2 separate regions of the Pan troglodytes genome follow, and region 2 is linked to region 1. A link is a contact called in public HiChIP or PLAC-seq data. All regions are on one chromosome and are shown on one strand. The core of a region is the stretch at or near the end of the contact, and the rest is flanking DNA. Distances in the headings are between cores, read along the strand shown.

The links. HiChIP or PLAC-seq counts read pairs in DNA pulled down with a chosen protein or histone mark.
Region 2: an H3K4me3 HiChIP or PLAC-seq map of stem cell-derived excitatory neurons shows a contact between it and region 1, with 6 times the contacts expected there. The contact joins the promoter of SRPRB here to the promoter of TOPBP1 in region 1. A contact is called at or near these places in 1 of 7 Hi-C or Micro-C datasets (stem cell-derived neural progenitor cells) and 1 of 1 datasets of contacts at active chromatin or transcription factors (stem cell-derived excitatory neurons).

What each region holds. Positions count from the first base shown.
Region 1 is chr2:136,907,157-136,910,709 of NHGRI_mPanTro3-v2.0_pri, reverse strand. It overlaps TOPBP1 (DNA topoisomerase II binding protein 1), which reads left to right and starts at 1,260. Exons shown (of 27, transcript XM_063806230.1): 1 at 1,260-1,484. The coding sequence starts at 1,260. It overlaps LOC743715 (serotransferrin), which reads right to left and starts at 1,327. Exons shown (of 8, transcript XR_010155336.1): 1 at 1,220-1,327.
Region 2 is chr2:137,044,605-137,048,373 of NHGRI_mPanTro3-v2.0_pri, reverse strand. SRPRB (SRP receptor subunit beta) reads right to left here and starts at 2,477. Exons shown (of 7, transcript NM_001280220.1): 1 at 2,311-2,477; 2 at 1,610-1,704; 3 at 485-562. The coding sequence starts at 2,464.

The sequences.
Region 1 (3,553 bases), core at 11-2,510:
GAGTGGGCTCAACTCTAAATACAGCATGGGCAAGTGGGAATTTATAGCCAAGGAACAAAAGCTTGGGGTCACTGGATAAAAAATTACTAAGAAGGAACTTCAGGAGTAAAGGGGTTTCTTGCTGAAAATAGGTCAAGGTGATCAGACATCACCTTGAATGGTAGAGGATGAGGAACCTGATCAGATATTGAGGGTAGAGGGTTCTAACTGGATTTTCCAAGGAAATGCACAGATAAACCTACAAGAAGGTTGAGGAGTCTGACTAAAGTTTGGCCAAGCAAAGAATCTTTGTCACCTTCCATCGGTGTATTCAAAAACTTAAGACTCAAGCTGCTCATTACTATCTTTAGGCTCTAAAAAGAAAAGAAAAACAAAAACAATCAAGGGACATGGTATTATACTTTTACATTAGTAAATCCAAAGTCATTTTCTCAATCTCAGCAGTGAAGAATAAAATGATCCTCATTAGTATAGTGGCTAGATTTTATAAAATAAGAAAAAAATTTTTAAAAAAAGAATAAAATGAAAAGAAGCAACAACGAATCAGTTTTCCGCTGGTTATCACTAAGGTTTGGCAGGCCCATCTTATCCCCTCTCCCTTTGCTCTCTGCCATCTGAACCTTAGGTTCAGTCCCAGAATCTCCCCAGTACTGAGGCAGATGCAGAGAAAGAGAACGGCGATGTCCACTGAAGGGGAGGAGGAGGGGAGACCATTGAAGATCTTGACAAAGATCCCTTTGCATTAGCTGTGTAATAAGTCATCCTTTCTTCCCTTGCCATCTTGTGGCTGTGTTAGGCGGTGATTCTATTCCTGCTGTGTTGGAGGGAAACCACCCAGTCCGTAGTCAGAAGACCTGGATGCAGTATTAATTCTACTACCTACTAGCCGTGTGCCCTTGAACCCATCATTTAACTTCCTCCGTTTTTACATCTACAAAATGGAACTACCACTATTTGCCTCACGGAATTGTTTTGGATAATACCTTTTCCCGTGCATGCCTGGTATAAGACAGGTGTAAAATAAATATCTATTGAGGAAATCCTTTCTTTCCCTGGCTTTTTTAACAGTAAAGGAGTATTCCTGGCCTGTGGTCCTACCTCTTGAACCGACGGCGCTGGGCCTACTCGCAGCGGAGACTAGGCCCTACCAGCAAAGCCCTAAACCCAAAGGGTCCGGCCCAAGCTTTCCCTGAAGCCCCACCGCCCCCAGACTGCTCACCTCCAATTTTGACATTTCCGCTCTTCTGCTGCAGCTGCCGATGGCGTCACTTCCACCGGAAAAGGCAAGCGCGGCCGCGCGGTTGGCGCGAAAGTCGGTTCCCGTTCTGGGCAATTTCCGGGTTCTCCAGCGTTTGCTTTCGGGTAGGGGCGGCGCCGAGTCGGGGGAGGGGGCTGTGCGCCGGGCTGGCGCCCGACCCCAGCCACCGCCCTGCGGCCAGCGCGTCCCCCGACTCGCCGCCCGGAGACCCCGAGGCTCCAACGAGGTAAGTGAGGCGCGGAGTGGGGACACAGCTCCTTCCCAGCCCCAACTGGGGTTCGCGATGCCTTCTGTGGCCTTCAGGACCCTCTTTTCCTGTCCTGGTAACTGGCCCTGGAGCCGGCGGGTGGGCCTTTGACGCCGAGAGGACGTGGCTTCCGTGATCCCAGAGCCAGGCCTTTTCCTGGAGATGGGAACCGGAGCATCTAGCCTTATGCAGGGCCAAGACCATGCTAACTGGCTTCCATGTTTATATTTAAAATCTATTTACTGAGGGATGAACGTACCTCGCAGGCCGTGGGTATCCGCAGGGACAGATACACTCTGTGTATCCTTAAAACAAGTGCAATTGAATGTCCATTGGCCTAAAGGGCTTAGAGCCTTCATAGCAGGGCCTTCCTCAGTGTATTCAATTCGGGTTAATTTTGCTGTCTGATTTGCAAGGATTGGTGTTGTCATCTTTTACCTTGGCTTTGTCCAAGTTCCAGGGTTTCTTACAAATGCCGTTGACGAATTCACGGGCAGAGCCAGAATGTCTGTCTTTAGGCATTCTTGTCTGCACAGAAAAATAGGTGGGTTAAACATGCAACTTTATATCTAATGTGGTTTTGTTCTTGTTAATGGTTCCTTTATTTTGACAGTTCAGAAATGTCCAGAAATGACAAAGAACCGTTTTTTGTGAAGTTTTTAAAGTCTTCAGACAATTCCAAATGTTTTTTTAAAGCTCTCGAGGTAAGAGTTGAAAACATCTTAAAACCGTGAATTCATTTTCTTGCTTTTAAGTGTTTTTGATTTGTTGGGCTTTATGTCTTAGAAGTAGATATTTCACTTTCATAATAATTTTCTAGTCTACATTAATACAGATATATCATTATCACATATTTTTGAATTGATCTAAGTACATCATTATGTATTTCGGGGGGCTGGAAGTCTATTATCACATTGCTGTTTAATGTGGCTGACCTACAGTTCTTGGAAATTAAGTTGCTTTCATTTGTCTCCTAGCCAGAGTGGTCCTTTGCGTGCTGTAGAAATTTGAGTCAGTTGTGTACTGGTCATACTTGAAAATTTTTTGGTTAATTGTTAAAAATTATGTTTTATTATGTACAGTATAATAATTGGATGATAGTAGGGGTGATGTAGATCCTTGCTTCTCACAGAACCCAGCAGTATCAGCATGGCCTGGAAGTTTCTTCGAAATGCAGAATCTTGGCCTCCAACCCAGACTTAGAATCTGCATTTCTAACAAGATCTTCAGTGTGCATTAAAGTTTGAGAAGCATTTGTAGCAGATTTTTTTAAACTTCATTCATTCAGCAAGTATTTATTGAAGTGTTCATGATTTGATAGGCACTTCTCTAGTACTTGGGATGTATCAGTGATGAGAACAGGCAAAGATTTCTGTTCTTTCAGAGCTTACGTTCTAGCAGGAAGACATAGACACTAATCAGACATGATAAATTAGGAAGAGAAAAAAGCAAAACACGTTAAGGTGTTCCAGAGGATGTTTCTTGGGGTGGGAAGAGAAGGGGGTTATAATCTTAAATAGGGTGTGATCAGGGTAGGCTTTATGAAGAAAAAGATATTGAGTAAACGTGAAGGAGGTGAGATAGCCTTGCAGATATCTGGAGAAGAATGTTGCAGGCAGAGAGAGCAACCTTATACAGTCCCTGGGAAAGTGCCTGTAGTCTCTATCCAAGTTTAGTGTACTGTTGTGTAGTGAGTGAGGGATGGGGGAAGAGTACTAAGGAATGCGTTAGAGAATAATGGTAAAGAGGTCATGTAGGGCCTTGTGGGCCATTTTTCTCTCAGTGGAGAGCCATTGGAGGGTTGATAATCAGAAGAGTAAACATGATCTGACTTACAGTTTTAAAGGGATTACTGTATTTAACATAAGGACCTCAAAATTGGTTCAGAACATTTCTGAGTGCTTACTGGGTGTCAGGATATAGTAGCAAACAAGATACATAGAAACTTCCAGGGGAGAGAGACAAAAACTATATATATATATATAAATATGTATTTTTAAATAGAATAGACTAGAAGGGTAGAGGAAGGGTATTTGAGAAAGCCTGAT
Region 2 (3,769 bases), core at 1,228-3,727, 140 kb before region 1:
CAGACATGTTTGTATATGCACAGAACATCCGGAAGACTACACACAAAAAAAGTAAGTCACTGCTTCTGAGGAGAAGACTAGGTAGTGGGGAAAGGAAAGGAAAAATTACTTTTCACCAAATATCTTTTCTAACCTTTTGAATTTTTGTCCCATGTGCTTGTATTACCTATTCAAAACTTAAAAGGTTTAATGCCCACTCTTAAGAACTCATTGTAAAGTTGGAAAGAAGACACAGAAACAAAAAATAAGAATAAAATGTGATATAACGTTACTGTACATTAAGGTACAACAATGCAGAGGAGGGCATGATTAAATCTACTGTACAGATTGTCAAGAGAATTTGTCACAAAGAATATGTTTCTCCATAAAAATAAGCTACAAATGGTACTTACATCCTCAGATGAACTCATCCTAAAAATGTCCTTAACTGACACACCAGAGTAAAGTAAGACTGTCAGACTCCAAAACTCCACAAACATCTTACCCTGTTATTGTTGACTCTGTATACAGCACAGCTGTCAGTAATGGACGTCTGAGTGTCTCTATAAAGGCCTGTTAACAACTGTAAAAAAAAACAAGATGGGTGATATTCAACATTTTAATAGCACACCTAAATTGAGTTATATTATTCTAAGTCTCCCAGGTGTAAGGTTAAGTAAATGAATGCTGCTTCCGACAGGTGAAAAAGACGATATTGATTTTTTTTACCTGTAGAAAAAAATCTAATTAATTGCATATTTTACTCCTCAATGGAATAAAAACAACATTATTCTCAAAAGACAGTTAGTGGCCAAATTTGCCAAGCTTCTGTAAAGATTTTTAACCATCAAAAATGATTTGAAGCCTGGGCAACATGGCAAAATCTCATCTCTACAAAAAATATAAAAAATCAGCCGGGCGTAGTGTTGCACGACTGTAGTCCCAGCTATTCGGAGGCTGAGGTGGGAGAATCATCTGAGTCCCAGAGGTCAAGGCTGCAATGAGCAGAGATCTCGCCACTGCACTCCAGCCTGGGCATTGGAGTGAGACACTCCCTCAAAAAAAAAAAAAAAAAAAAAAAAAATGGAGGTATTTCTTTAATGGAAGGGAAATAATTTATACTCTCAAAAAGAAGAGTTAAAAAGCAGAAAACCTCTCCTATTCACCACATTAAAACACACTGTTAAAAATACTAAATGTATTAAAAATAAATATTAGTAAAAAGAAGCCTAACTAGCCCACTATGTCAAAGAAGGATCACCCTGTGAAAAAGTGTCTTTGATAAACTCTCCTAAGAATTTGTTAACGAAGGAATTATAAACTGTAGGACACTAGCTTCTATGCCTTCTGCTATTCTGGAATGAAACTAATTAAATAAAACCCTTAAATGTGATAAAGACTAAATATCAGCATCTGGCAAGGGTAAACAGAAAAAAAAAGGAGAAATGATCAATATTTCTCAATTATGGGTTTCTACGAGTCTTTTTGTTCTCCCAAGTAAGTCAAGAATTAACTCCCAAATTTAACAGCATCAGCTTCTTTTACAAAATAAACCGTGAGATGACAGGAATACTGGGATGCTATAAAATTTTCTATTAAGCTTAACAGGGGTGTCAATGAAATCATTTACCCTGACAAAGAGCAACGTTTTCCCGGAATCACAAAGGCCAACAAGAAGAACAGCTCTCTGACTGCTCCTTCTGCTCCGGATTAACTTCCAGAAGACTGTGGAATAGACAGAGAAAAACAACAAAAATTACGCCTTGGGAATCAGTATATGTGCATGGCTGGGGCGGGGAAATTCACAGAAGTCTGTGACGAAACACCTCATTCACCTGGAACTGACTTTTATCATAATGGTTACTATTGCTGTTGTTAGGGATCCACTGACAGCCAGGCACTGTCAACTGTCAACTTTTCTTTGCAGTCCTTACTCTGACTGGGACTCAGGTGCTATCTCACTGCCTTGGTATCCCAGCGCCCGCACGCAAACACGGGAGGCTGAAAGTTGGTGTCAAGACCCTGAGTCTTTGCAGTGAGAACAGCGGAAGGCGAGGAACAGCGCGCTCAAGCTTAACAGGGCAGATGACGAAGAGCAATCCGCGCCCCAAGGACCAGGACGTTAACTCCGGGGGTTGCCCGGGATCCCCCTTAACGCCCAGCTGCTGCCGCTGCTTCAGGCGAGAGGGTGGGGTGTAGACTGGGTGGGTCTCACCCTCCTGATGCCCTCAAGGCGCCCTCTCAGCCCCGCGTCCCCGGCCTGCAGCGGTGCAGCCAAAGCCCGTACCTCTGCCCGCCCCGAACCCGCCATAACCACCGGCCGCCTTTTACCTAGCGTCAGCAGCACCGCAAGAACCGCCACCACTACTGACAACAGCGTTGGGTCCGTCTGCTGCAGTTCCTGCCGCAAGGAGTCTAGGTAGGGCTGGAAGGTGCCCCCGGCACCGCCGCCATCTGCCACCCGGCGCGAGTCTGCGGAAGCCATGGATGAGACGCGTGGTCCCCGGTACAGCAAAAGCGACGTGGCCCTGCACTCTGCGCAGGCGCGGGGAGCAGAGCCTCACGCGAATGGTGGTTCCTAAGCCATAGTCTCTCCCTCAGCCGGGGCGATCCCCAAGTGCTTGATGGGAGTTGTAGTTCTCTGGGACTCCGTCCTCCTACAGAACGGCAGGGGCAGACAGGTTATTTGTCGAGGGACACACACATCTTTTAAGATATGAGTCAGTCGTCGTCACCTACGTTATGACTGTTGAAAGAATGATGAAATGAAGAAAATGAATGAATGGCTCCCGAAACTACCACTGGGGATTTCCCGACCGTCGCTAAGTGACGTGAGACTTGTGAAGAACTCAAGCATCCTACAAACATTTAATCTGAATTTAATGTGACAAGAGATGTGACAGATGGATGTACGGAGCGATGTGGGAATACATAATGGGACGCGGAGTCCATCATGAGTTCAGAGAAAAGCTTCTGGACATTGGAATTGAGTCCTGAAGAATGAGTTAGCATCTGCGAGTGGTTAAAGGAAAAAAAAGTGCTGTGCAGAAGAAAATGAGTGTAAGAAACGATGTACGTGGGAACCCTAACTAATTCAGTGCCCCTACACTGTCAATCTAGGGCTGCAAACTCAAATGTCTGCATTAAAGGAAGCAACTAGGAAAATCAACGCCCAGGAGAGCTGGGGCTGTTGAAAACTGCAGAAGTTATTTCTGCTAAAAGTGGGGCCGACCCTATTCAGCCAGGTAGGTGTTATGGGACCTGGGTGGCCAGTTCTTCCAGTTTTCAAGAGAAGCAATAAAGGCAGATTTTTATAGCAAATTTTCCACTTTTGAAATTTTCTGTAGGTAATTGAAAGCATTCAAAAACTTGTGGCCCAAATAAAACACCAAAAGTGGCCAGCCTAGAGGGTCCCAGTTCACAGTGTCTGTTATTAAACAGGTGTCATTGTTTTAAAATGTACACATTATTTAATTTAATTGTATGACTGAGTAGAGACATGAAGATGTCAGTGTCACTGAAAGATTGAAAAAAGTTTATTACAGTTGCACATTGCCATTGAAAAAGTTGTCAGCATCAAAATGGAGTCACTTGTATTTTTTTTTTTAATCAGAAAAATGGAGCTGGTGAAAGGCCATGGAGGGAGGGTTCTCATGCACCCATGCCTGATGACAAAAACTGTCACAAAAGACTGCAAAAACCACAGCCTTGCACAAAGGCCATCGCAACCTTACACACAAAAAAATACGTCTGTGAGGACGGCTACCCAGCAACTCCCTGTCCAACCTAG